Linked DNA regions of Mus musculus: all the other regions are linked to region 1. A link is a contact called in public HiChIP or PLAC-seq and promoter capture Hi-C data. All regions are on one chromosome and are shown on one strand. Each heading gives the region's core, a stretch centred on a gene start, on an enhancer-like site or on the middle of the called end of the contact. The rest is flanking DNA. Distances are from core to core; before and after follow the strand shown.

Evidence for each region. Promoter capture Hi-C pulls out the DNA fragments that hold promoters and counts their contacts. HiChIP or PLAC-seq counts read pairs in DNA pulled down with a chosen protein or histone mark.
Region 2: a promoter capture Hi-C map of pre-B cells shows a contact between it and region 1. The contact joins the enhancer-like site here to the promoter of Wdfy4 in region 1. A contact is called at or near these places in 4 of 39 promoter capture datasets (the C10 cell line, embryonic stem cells, pre-B cells and 1 more), 2 of 484 Hi-C or Micro-C datasets (cerebral cortex and pro-B cells) and 1 of 9 other capture datasets (liver).
Region 3: a contact with region 1 is called in an H3K4me3 HiChIP or PLAC-seq map of bone marrow-derived macrophages, with 2.3 times the contacts expected there. The contact joins the enhancer-like site here to the promoter of Wdfy4 in region 1. A contact is called at or near these places in 2 of 39 promoter capture datasets (neutrophils and pre-B cells), 3 of 115 datasets of contacts at active chromatin or transcription factors (bone marrow-derived macrophages, embryonic stem cells and microglia) and 3 of 9 other capture datasets (adipose tissue, liver and pancreatic islet).

Annotation. Positions count from the first base shown.
Region 1 is chr14:33,183,323-33,187,555 of GRCm38.p6, forward strand. It overlaps Wdfy4 (WD repeat and FYVE domain containing 4), which reads right to left and starts at 1,744. Exons shown (of 59, transcript NM_001146022.2): 1 at 1,546-1,744.
Region 2 is chr14:32,948,802-32,953,034 of GRCm38.p6, forward strand. No RefSeq gene overlaps it. Among named protein-coding and RNA genes, the nearest start is that of Gm36674, 36 kb to the left of the region's middle. Within about 2 kb of position 1,915, at least 57 of the 459 cell types and tissues checked have an H3K27ac peak or open chromatin away from gene starts, as enhancers often do. A contact at or near this core is called in pre-B cells and pro-B cells, where this site is marked.
Region 3 is chr14:33,322,318-33,326,550 of GRCm38.p6, forward strand. All of the region lies in intron 4 of Arhgap22 (Rho GTPase activating protein 22), which reads left to right. Among named protein-coding and RNA genes, the nearest start is that of Gm41130, 92 kb to the left of the region's middle. Within about 2 kb of position 2,189, at least 46 of the 459 cell types and tissues checked have an H3K27ac peak or open chromatin away from gene starts, as enhancers often do. A contact at or near this core is called in bone marrow-derived macrophages and microglia, where this site is marked.

The sequences.
Region 1 (4,233 bases), core at 494-2,993:
AAAAACATAGCTTTGAGGCAATTAAGCAAGTCTTCAATAATGTTTAATTCAGGCTGGAGAGATGGTGCAGAGGGTAAAATTGCTCGCTGGGTAAACATGCTGACCTGAGTCCTGTTTCCTAGCTCCCACATAAAGGCTAGCAGAGCAGCACAGATCTACATCTCTGGATCTGGGAGGCAAAGAGAGGCAGATTCCCTGGGCTTACTGGTCAACCAATCTATCCAAAGGGGCATTCAGAGACCTTGTCTCAAAGATAAAGATGTAGAACAGTAGAGTAAGACATCTGATATCAAAGTCTGTCCTCTCCATATGCATGCACAGGTATGTGTACCTGCATACATATGCACACACTCATGCATACAGTATACTCTGTGTGTGTGTGTGTGTGTGTGTGTGTGTGTGCGCGCGCGCGCGCGCCTAACTTCAGGCTAAGTTCAAAAAAGTATAAAATAAAGCCATATATAGTTTGGGTTACCTTTCCGTTGCTGTGATAAAACACCATGACCAAGACAAGTTACAAAAGAAAGCATTTAATCTGTTGCTTACAGGTTCGGAGGATTAGAATCCATGATGTCAGAGCAAAGGAACAGTGGCAGGAACAGCTGAGAGTCTAAAAATCACATCCAAGAGGCAAAGAGAGAGGCCCTCACTAGAAACAAAGGGAGAGGACTTTTGAAACCTCAAAGCCCGCCCCCAGTAACTCACCCTTTCCAACAAGGCCACACCTCCTAACACTTCCCAAACATTTCCACCAATTAGAGACCAAGTATGAAAATATATGAGCCTAAGGAAAGCACTCCCATTCAAACTACCAGACATGTATTAAACAATTTAGAGATAGTGGAGGAATCAGAAATAAAAACAAGGAAACAATAATCCCAAAGCTGGGACAGAGGGTCATTCAGGCTAAACACCTATACACACAAGATAATAAAATAAGGTTTTTTTAAAATTTAATAAAAAAGAAAACTCTTTTAGGCCCATAGGAGGTCAGACCAGACACCAAGGATGTAAAGACAGGAGAATTTTTCCCACACTTGAGCCCACACCCAACTCTCTGGCTAGTCCCCAGCCCCCAGCACACCCTTCACTGCAAGGTACCACACTGACCTCCAAGCCTTCCTGAAGGCTTTTAAGAGCAATTCTCAGAAACCACAGTGCAGGGCTGGGCTCCTTCAGTGTCCTCTCAGCAGATGTGTGCCCTCCCTGTCCATCCTGCACATTCCTCCAACCCACTTTATGTCACCGCACCGGCATCACAGGCCCCATCTGTAACTTGTCTCTTTACTAGTTCATTGGACGTAAGTGGATAGAAATGGAGACAATTATACTTGAAATATTCCCTAGAAAGACAGTACCCAACGCCCAGTCATCACTTCGGAAAGACTGGGACAAAGGATTAGGTTCTTGAAAGCTGGGTTTTGAAGGAGAAAGGGATCAATCCTCAGTGGCCCAGATGCTGCTGTTAATGAGAAACATTGGAATTCAAAGGCTGCGTGTGATAACGCAGGTGAAGAAATGCCACCTTAAGAGACTTCTACTTACCAGATCCTGGGGCAGGCAAGGGTGGGGCCAGCTAAGGGCAAGACCAGGTCTGCCCAGCTGCCCCGAAGGCCAGGGTGGGTGGTCCACCCTTCACAAGCTACACCAGGGCTATGAGAGGAGCGTCTCAGTCAGTGTCCCGTTCTATACCTTGACAGTGGCACAAGCCAGAGTTAGTTTTCCCCAGCTGTGGCAGACTCCTACCTCTCAGCAGAGTCTAAAGAAGGGACTTAACCCGTGGTCAGAGGGTAAGGAATGATCTAGTGCCTGGTCAGCTCAGCAAAACTCACAAGTGACAAGGGTGCTGAGAGGCACTGACCACAAGGACCTCCTTCACCGCTCACTTCCTGCCAATCGTCCCTCCTCTCTGCCACCCCGCATTCAGACTAAGTACTGATGGTCACACATGTGCTCCACAGTTGGCTTTGCAGGAAGCAGCGGGGCAGTCTACCGCAACAAACAGCCCCCACCTGGCTGATCTCTCTTATCCAAGATCAGAAAGACGTACCTGGAGGGTGGTGGTCAAAGCCTGCGGATGTCACATGGTGTGAGTGCTTCTATCCCCAGCCTCCAATGGCTCAGCTCAGGGGAACAGACCAAGACCTGGCCTCGCATGGCAGCCATCAACAACAGTGTTTCATTATGAATCACTTGTGCTGGGTTTCTCTTCATTTCCTGGAGAAAGCAGAAGTGGGAAGTCAGCAGATGCCTGCCCTTCCCATCCTTCCCTCCAAGGAGCCAATGACAGAGCTGCTTCACCAATGACTGGCAGGACAACATGGGTTTCACAAAAGCTCCCCTGAGACTGTGTGTTTGGTGATCAAGCAGAGCCAGGTGGGACCTAGGAACAGAAGGGAAAGTACAGCCTGGTGCCCATGTCTGAATTCCGCCTCTGCTGCTTACTAGCTGTGTGCCCAGCAGGCTGGGGTCCGTATGGCTCCTCGTCCTAACCCTCAGCCTCCCAGTCCTAATTTCAAATCCCTAGGAACTAAATCTAAATGCCTTCCCTTCTCTAAATGGTAAGGTATGGGAGCAGGTGTGTGGAATACCAATATGGAAGAATGGCTCTTTCTAAGACCCCAGCAGAGTTCTTAATGTCTCCACAGGATGGAGAAGACTAGATTGGAGCAGAAGCTTAGAGAAAATCAGAAACGTCTTTGTAGATAAGCCAGGCACAGGGGGGACTGGGGGAGACAAAGCCAAGGGTTAGGGGTTGCAGGAGTGTGAGGCTCAGAAACACACAAAGGAGAAAGTGGGGTGTTCTCCTGATGAGGTGACTTCATTCGTGCAGGTGATGTTCTGCCCAGATGACCCACAGGACAATGTGGGTCAGTAGGGGAAAGGGCAGGGTCCAGGCACTTATAAGAGCAGAGAGGAATCTCTGATTGGATGTTGCAGCCTTGTGCCTTTACAATATGCACATTCCCATAACTCCAGCTTTTCCTATGGGGAAAGTTTCACACTCGGGCTCAGCAAACAACTCAGGCCCAGTGCAGAAGCCACCCACCAGGGGAGCAGAGAGACTCCTTCCACAGGTGGGCATTGCCATGTGGAAGGGAAACACCCTTAGGTTTTCCATGGTCAAAGTCATGAACATCAAAAATAATGTTACCCAATGAACAGTGGGCAAGAAAAGAAACACAGGGAACAACTTGATGGCGACTTAAGCGAATGCTGTATCAGAAACAACAGAAGTCAGAAGACAATGGAGGCTCAGTTGACTTTCCTCTATCCATGATAGAACACTGGCTGGCTTGATCTTGAGCAACTCTTATGCATGAAGCCACAGCTGCTGTTGGCTAATGAGTACAGCAGTCCTGTCGTGTCCAAAGATACCTGGTCCTCCGTGACCTCTGACTCTTATAGTCTTTGCTCTCTGTCTTCCATGATGTTCCCTGAGCTACTGACAGCCAACAGCAGCTAGAGGAATGAGAGTCAGTTATCTTGGGCTGTGTGGTCCTCAGCAGGTTGGCCATGCTCCAGCGGATGATCCCACAGGACATGGATGGCACTTAGACTCTGCTATTAAAAATAAGAAAGAAAGATAAAAGAAAAGAAAACAAATGGCAGGAACACAAGAAGGAAACGTGGAGTGCTTTGTGTACAAGCATGAGAGTCTAAGTTTGGGTGCCCAGCATCCATGAAAACATTGGGCATGGCAGAGCACATCTGTAACTTCAGCTAATTTCCGAAATAAAGTATGTTAATTTTGCACATTATGTAATAATGTAATAAATAATGGAAATAAGATTAAAAATGGCTACCGTCCTAATAGCTGACAAGTATATGCTTTTGATCATTATTGTTGTTGTGTTGTTGTTAAAGCTTTGGAGTCAGGGTATATATTCTCTGTAGCCTGGGCTTGTTGATGTTGTTTCACTGCAAAGACTTCAAGCTTTCTCTCTCCAGAGACTCAGTATCATCTTTAACAGCAGCATCAACATCCTATCTGTCTTTGCCAAGTTCATGGACATCATTCACACACGCTGGAACTGCAGTACCATGAACAATGTGTTCTGGATGAATGGGTTTTCTTGTCGGGAAGTAGGGGGAGACAGCTGGAGCTTTGTTTTATTTTTGAATGCCTTTATATTGTCTCGCTGATCATGTGGCATTGCTAGAAATGTGGTCTGTGTGGCTTCAAGGCACCTCTTTCAGAGACCACCTAATCTGCCTGGCCTTACTCTGAGC
Region 2 (4,233 bases), core at 665-3,164, 230 kb before region 1:
TCACCATGGGGAATATATATGTGTATATATGATACAAATTTTTCTATTTTAATAATTTTCATGGGTACAATTCCATGGCACCAGGGGTATTCATACTGATGTAGAAACATCATCAGCACCATTGCTAGCAAGGTTTTATTTTCCCAAAGTAAAACAGTAATCCCCCTGCTTTCCGGCCCCACAGATTGGGAAAATCACTATTGTTCTTTCTGTCTTTATAAACGTGACTACTTGAATGACTCATTTAAGTGGGCTTACATAGTTTATTATATAGTAGGTTGTTGTCTTTTGTGTCTAGCTTATTTCAGCTGGTAAACCGTATTCAGGGCTATCAGTGTTATAGCATAGGTCTGAATGTCCTTTAGAAGGCTAATCCATTGTATGTGTCCACTCGTTCGTCCATAGACATTTGCATCCTGAACAGCGCTGCCTTGAACATGGTATATTACCTGTTTGAGTCTCTGCTTTGAAAGTGTCCATGCTTCCTATGTGACCAACTTTGCAGTCTCCCTCGGCACAGGGTCTCTTACAGCGTGACTGTCTAAATAAATATAACTTGGGGGACGCGCCACCCCCATTTGCTGCAGTTTGAATGTGTCCTCAATGGAACAATGTTGAAAGATGGGGCCTGATGAAAGGTGATTAAGTCAAGAGCGATCTACCTATGAATGAACTGATGTGTCATGTAAGAATTAGATAGTATGTATTCAGCTGCCTGGTGACTGTGTTTTCTTGCCTTTCTGCCTTCTACTGTGGGGCAATGAGCCACAAAAGTTGCCCTTAGATATCAACTCCTTGACTTTGGGCTTCTAAACCTCCAGAATCATACAAAATTACTAACTCCCCACTCTTGTTAAGTTCCCCAGTTTCAGGTTATAGCCACACATAACGGACTTGGACGCCATCATTCCCTCCCAGGAGCAGCAGGTCCCCTAGTGTTGAATAGCAAGCCTTTGGAGGTTAAGTGCCTCAGAGATGCTGAAAAGTTGTGGTATAGTAAGTTGGTAATAACCAAGGATAGTTTTCTTTTTACTCTCTTAGATAGTACATTGGTATTTTAGATTGTAGCTTAAAGCATCTATTTATTTAACTCAATAATTGGAGCTGTGGAGAGTTAAGATGCTTGGATGAGACCTTTAAAAAGCTATGTCAGCTAGTATTCCTGTAAAAACAACCACATTTGTACCGGTGGCTTGAGATCTGGATTTGTTTGGATCCTCAGTATTACAATGACACCGATGAGCGTGGCAGGGATCTTGTGCCTCAGGAGGTTGACCACCAGACCCTGATGTGCCAGCCTCTGGCTGTCCTTGGAGCCAGCACGCTTGCCCATCCAATCTCCCTCCCAGGGACCATCACTTTAAATCCTCCATCTCTGTGCAGCGGTCACTATGGCTTCTGTGCTTTCCTGGAACAAACACTGAAAACACAAGGGCTGGTGAAGGCTTGGGATGAAGGAGAAGAAGACAGAGAGAGCCGTTTGAGCTTCGTAAAGGAGAGTGGAGGAGCCAGCCCTAGTGTTTTCTAGCACATCCAGCCACTGTGCTGTGTCTAGTTCCCTGCCCGTTTCTTGTCTTTTTCCACTCATGGACTGGGGAGCAGGGGATGTTCTTCATGGGCTATTATACTCTTCCCACAACTGGCATAACCCAAAGACACAGACTCCCACAGCCTGCTCATTGCTACGTGTCCAGTGGTCTGCTCTGGTCTCTCCCTGCTCCCACAAGTCACATGGGTGACCGATGCAGACTCTCATGCTTCATCTACAGTGTTCTGACTATGGTGGCATCCTTGGGGGGATGCCTGAGAGGATGAATCGGAGATGCACAGCATGCACTTATGCCGCCATTGGCAAGGGCTGTGCGGTGTCAGGGGCTTCTCCTCTCTCTCCTCCCGCTTCACATATCTGAACTCTACCTTGTGCCTCTGGTAGGGACTGCTGGGTGGGAGTCTCCCTGGCAGGCCTCTACTCAAGCGACACTAATTGTGCCAGAGAGAACGGCTCACTAGAGTGGAAAATAGTCCTCATATATCTAGCTGAAGACGATAATGACCTTTTAAATAACAGAAGCAATTTTATTTCAATACCTCAATTACTCTGAACTCTCAAATGTCAAAGTGCTCGGCACTTTCAAAATAGCTTAATATAGACATTTACAGCACTTAGACACAGCTAGTTTCTTATCTAACCTAATTATGTGCTGTACAGGAAATGGCGCAGCTGACCAGCTGTGTTATTTTTCACAGCGGTCCTCCAGTTCAGCTCTTAGCTCGGCTTGGCCTCGCTCCGCTGGGACGTCTCCCCCAGGGAAGGCAGCTGTTGCCTGAGAGAGAGGCTGGCGGAGCCCTCGGAGGGAGGGCTGACTCCAGATATCTCAGGGAGGAGGCTAGGAGTGGGCCTCCCAGTCTGCTGATGCCAGCTGCACTGTGCCCTGCCCCGAGGGACCCATGGTGGTGTCTAAGGACCCTGAGACAGAAGGTAAAGCTGAGTATGCTGGTACCAGCTGGGGTGAGGCTGTGGGGGCGCTCTGCCACATCACTTACTAGCATTGAGAGTTTCCCAGTCAACACATGCGGCTAGCATCACCTGGCTTGGCTGCCAGTGTCTTCTTTTTCCTCTCTGGCCAGCTCTCTTCCAACCCCATATCCCACCAGGACCACAGAGGGCTCTTCTGTTGCTTGCAGTAGCATGTATCTAACCCACGATGTATAGCTGGTCATTCCCCGACCAGGTATGCTCTCCTTCTAACACATGCATGGCTGCTCCCAGGCTTCCCTCAGGATGCAGCCTCACTCTGACCTATGGTAGTCTAGTCTACGTGATGGGTGCCTGAGTTGTGGCCCTCTTTACAGCAGTCAGCCAGCATCTCCCTCTTGCACTGGGCTTGGCTTGACACAAGGATTGTAGAGAAGAAGACGTACCCTGTGTGGGTGTAGGGACTGCTCAGGGAGAGGAGAACACACACATAAAGTGTCTCCTCCATTGCGCTGTGTAGGCAGCACATGTAAAGGGCAGAGGTGAAAGATCACACTGGTGACCTGGTCAGGTTCGGCACGGGAGGAACAGGCTAGGCTGTATCTCAGAGCCTGGTGAAGGCTCCTGGATCAAGTGGTTCCCTGAAAGCTTATGAGGGTGGAGTTCAGTGATTTCTGGGCTGGGCTTCACAGCTCGCTCTTGACTCTGATGTGCAGTCTGATGTCAGAGAGACTTGCCGAACCCAGTACTTTCCCCTTGAATGTGGCATTCATATGAGCTTCTTTTACTATAAGGAGTGGAGACTCAGTGACATCACAGCACCTGGATCAGTTTACCCTTTGGCATCCAGAGCTTTGAAGGACCTGTCCCAATGTTTCTGGTGTCCCCTGATACCCATCTCCTGGGACACTAACCAGGCACCATGCTTCTCCTTAGCCACGAGCCTCCTGTTCCCTGATCTCCTTGAGTCTATCTGTGAGCCCCCAAGAGTGGAGCACCTCTGTCTTGTGGTATCAATATATGAAGACACTTAGAAGAAACAGATGCTTCATCCAACAGTAGTTCTGAATGAATGTGGCATGGATTTGCAAGAAGCCTGGGACTGCGAGTCAGTCTAACAGCATGAAGACAGAGGCAGCCATCAAAACAGGGGGAGATGGAGGTACTATTGCCAACTGGAAATGCTACCTGAGCCCCCTAAAATGCTCACCTCAAAGCAGTGATCAGCACTGTGGCCACAGAGAAGACAGCGGCAGGCTCTACCTGGCCCCAAAGCTGCCAAGAGGGGGCCCTGCTCTAAATCCCAGACCACTGCTCACCATCCTGAACCTCAGAGGGCTGGGTGCACAGTTGCTGAGAAGGATTGTGGTCCGTCTACACCGCGAGATTCCTAGGTCCTCAGGCTTCTCCAGCTACTGAGTGGGAAAATGTCTTCCAACTGGGTTTGCAGCCTCCTCTCCTGTGGCTTGGGCACTGAAAGGGTTTAAGGAAATCTCTCCCCGCCCCGTCTCTGTCTCTGTCTGTCTCTGTCTGTCTCTGCCTGTCTCTCTGTCTCTCTGCCCCTCTGTCTCTCTGTCCCTCTGTCTCTCTGTCCCTCTCTCTGTCTCTCTCTCTGTCTCTGTCTCTCTGTCTCTGTCTCTGTCTCTCTCTGTCTCTCTCTGTCTCTCTGTCTCTGTCTCTCTATCTCTCTCTGTCTCTCTGTCTCTGTCTGTCTCTCTCTCTCTCACACACACACACACACACACACACACACACAC
Region 3 (4,233 bases), core at 939-3,438, 140 kb after region 1:
AAGATTAGGACTCTCAAATCAAAATATATGGGTATTTGCTTTTTAGAAAAGTTTTTGTTTTTTTTGTTTTTTGGTTTTTGGTTTTTTTTTTTTTTTTTTAAAGAAAATGAAGAAGCCAAGCATGAGGCTCAAACCTGCAGTCTCAGAATTCGGTAAGCGGAAGCAGGAAACTTGAATACTGTAGATTCAATCCCAGGCAGGTCTACACAGCAAGACTCTTGTCTTAGAACGAATACACACACACACACACATCCTTTTACTCAGAAAAGTCCTTTAGTTACTGATATTCCATTGGACTAACAGCTAAGGCAACTGCCGTTCTCAGTGATTTCATTCTTGGGTGTTCCTGAACCTAAATTTTTTGCAACGGAGCATTTTAGCAGATTGTCCATGTGTGAAAGTGTGTTGGAAGAAGTAGAAAAATTCCAGTAATCTGAATGGAATCTGGCAGAGAGAGCCTCAAAACTCCCCCTAGTGTCCGAGTCTGGTTTAGCAGCAGCATCCTGTGCCTTTACAACCCGGCGCTGGAGTTTGTCCAGAGGCCTTTGGCTGCTTGAACTCAGTGCACAGTGGGTGTGGGGCATTGCTGCAGGCCTTCTAGGGTGATGGTGGTAGTAGCTGAATGACTGGGTGCTGCAGAAGTTAGGGCCCGGCCCCAGGTGTTCCCAGAGAAGTGAGAGTTCCTGCTGCAGGGTGGGGTCTGCAGATGTCACATGTCCCTGTGCAGAGGGCGGAGCTACTTGCGGTGAACTCTGAGGTGCCTGTGAGATTTCATCCTTTCTGGGAGTGTTTCTAGATACATCTGTGTGTAGGGCTATGTATGGGGCATGTTTATCCAGTTCTTCCTTGTTGCATACTTGCTCAGGACTGAGGGATAGAAGGAGCCTTGAGCCTGGCATCGTCCATGTTGGATCTAGGCTGGATAGTTACAAGAGAGCAGAGTGTGGGGCTGTGAGATCGGCCGCTGCTGGCCTTGCTGCTGCTATCTCCTGTTCCTTCTGGGCCTTTTGGCTTCTCACTCTTCCTCAGGTCAGAAGCCCTCCCTGCTTGCAGACACCCTCACCCCCTTCGTCCTGTGGCTCCTTCTGCCATTATAAATCTACCTGAGTGCCTTATCAGAAAGTGCAGTTAGCCCAGTACTACCACAGGTCTTGTGCCCACTTTGTGCTCTTTGGGATCTACCCTTCATTCCGTTTCCCACCCTAGCACCTTGCCTGGCTCTGGCTGCCTCTTTCCCTCCATTTGTCCCCCACATCCTTGGTAGCCTCGACTGGAGCATCTGATGACCCCTAGGCCCCTTCTGTCCCACCTTACTGCTGGTGGCTGCACCTGTCCAGCTTTTCATCCTTGTCTGTGCGACTTGGCCCTCGTGCCCTGATGCACTCTGTTTGCTTTGGCCTCCCCTATTTTCTGAGTTCTGTCTCTCTAGGTCTCTGAGGACTGGGCGGTTGTAGACACGTGGCCACCCTCTCCTCTGCCGCATTCGTCACCACCAGCAGGTGCAGAGCCCCTGTCCAGATCTCAGCAGGAGCCCTTCACACCCACCAGTCCCACTGCAGAGTTGCTGGCTCTCTCTTCTTCGTTTCCTGTAGTGGAAGGGTGGGTGCTCTGAGATCTGGTACCCTGGACACCTACTTTCTTGTCACCTGCACTGGCTTCTAGGTTGGTCACCCCACACCTGTTCTAGTCTGCTGCCCAAACACTGACCCTCAGTAGACTTAGTCACACGTGTCCCTCCTTAGACCTCCCTCAGAGTCTCTGTCTACAGAAAAATCTCAGCTCCTTAGTCTAGTGACCAGCTTGTCTGACCACATTGCCTGAACCTCTCTGGCCCCTTACACACTGCTTTCTGTATGCCTTCAGCCGGTCTGAGAATGATTGAGCCCCAGCAGGTGGCCCGCACCCAAAGCTGTCTCTAAGCCACTGGTCTATAGGTTCCTGTCACTTCATTCTTCAGGAGTGGGGTTGGCCTGATTGGCTGTCCCCAGTGGTCATCTCTTGTTGCCTCTGTAAGCTGACACTGAACCTATGTGTTTTGTGAACAATAGCAAGTGGAGTGTAGGCATGAAGGTGAGACTCTGGCTCCCCACTCAGTGTGTGACCCTGGCTAGCTAGCAGATCCCAGGGGCAGATTGTTCAAAAGAGTCCCGACCACACTGCCAACATTGAGCCCTAGGGATGGGCATCAGAGGCCAGCGGCTGGGGCAGCTTGTGTTCAGCTCCGCTCCAGAGGCAGTGGAACATGGTGTGGGTGGAGGCGAGGCTGTGAATGGTGGCCAGAAGGTCAGAGCCTCATGGTTCTGGTGGGTAGAGGTTGCAGGGCCCACAGCATCCTGCCTGTGGCTTGGGTTTTGTGCAGGTCCCACTGTGCTTCTGAGAAGTGTCCTCTGTCACCTCTTCCCTATTCGAGTGTCCCGGACAGCAGCCTTGTGGGTTCCTTCAAACAGGAACTGGCCTCAGGCACAGCAGAGGCTTTTAGTTCCACTTCCTAGCCAGAGCCTCCCCTCCCTGAACCTCTTCGCCCCACCCACCTTTAGGCTGCACACACCAGACTCAAGGGGCTTCAGAAAGCCTAGCGATTTCTCAGGCCTTCCCTTTTCTGGCTGGGCTACAAGGCAGAAGCTCAGTGGCCATCCGGGAAGAGAGGCCAGCAATCTCTGGTGATCTCCATGGCAGCCGGGCCTCCAGACCATTCTTTTGTGAAAGCTCAGAACTGCTCTCTGCTTCTAGCAGTGGACAGCAACGGCCCGGCAGTTGCTGTCTTGCCTTCTTAGACAAGAGCAGAAGCAGTCTGGCTAGGATGGAGGTCCTAAGATCTGGGTTGGGTGAGTGGCCTCCCTTGGAGCATGCGTAAAGGCAGACCCTTGGCGCTTTCGAGATTCCCTGTCTTCTCCCTGCTCCCCTGTGTATTTGTCAGGTGTGACGCCCAGTTTGCCGTCTTTCCGGGCTTGAGATTCTTAGATCAGTGTTTTTCAGCAAGTTTGTAGGATTTTGAACCATTATTTGTATCCTCTCTACCTGTTCTCACCACCGTGTTTCCCCCTGGAACTCACATGATGTGTATACTGGAACACTTAATCACGTATCATCAATTTATAAAGTTCTGCTGTTCATTTTAATTCGTGTTTTAAAAAGCATTTCACTCCAGACTGGGTATCTTCAGTCTCTCTCAAACCCATGTTGAGGTCTTATACTAAATTATCACAGTTTTACACTTTAGAATTTCTATTTGCTTCCCTTTTACAATTGACATTTCTTTATCACTAGTATACAATCAGTGAGACGTCATTATAGCCAGTCCCCACCCCATCCCCCTTATGTAGGTCTGGCTGCTGGCCTTGAACTCACAGCGATCTGCCTGCCTGCTGGGATTAAAGCTGTGTGTGGCGCCCAGAGGTGTCCTTAATTTCTTTGAGTGTATTTACAGTGGCTGACTTGTAGTCTTTGTCTAGCAAACAGAGCTGGTCAAGAGTAGTTTCTGTAGATTAATTTCTGTGCATGGTCCATACTTTGTTTCTTTCGTACTGCAATGTTTGCTGAAAACTAGACATGGTAGATACCATGGCAAGCTCACAGCTTCAGCATTGTGGCTTGTGACTCTGTCTTAGCCTTCACATCTTGCTTGGGAAGGGACACATATGGCCTCATAGAACTCTGGAAATATGCAGGGTGCCCAGTGGCTATTTCTTTCCCCAAATGATCTTAAAAATTAAAAAATGTATAACTTCTTTTTAAGCTTTGGCTAAATGCTGTTCCCTCCAGTTTGTATCACAGCTGTATTGTTGGAGAATTTCTTCTGATAGCTGGGCAGTGGTGAACACCTTTAATCCCAGCACTTGGGAGGCAGAGGCAGGCGGATCTCTGAATTCGAGACCAGCCTGGTCTACAGAGTGAGTTCCAGGATAGCCAGGACTACCCAGAGAAATTCTGTCCCAGGGGTATGGGTTGGGGGTGGAAGAATTACTTCTAATTCTTTTTAACAAGTGCCCTGAACGTAGGGTAAGCTGGGAGTCAGGTTAAATGTTGATAGTGCTCTGTCCAGGGAGTGGAATTGTTTTAGGGAACCCAGAGCAGGTCAGATTATAGCAGTGCCCTAGGGATGGGACTTCTCGAGAAGCCAATTCCTACCAAGGTACGTGAGCAAGTATTCGGCTCCTGTGGACAGGGCCTGGGCCCTCTTGCCTAAGCTTCACATGGAGAGCTAGGCAACCCAAGGCTTGTGTTCAAGGATGT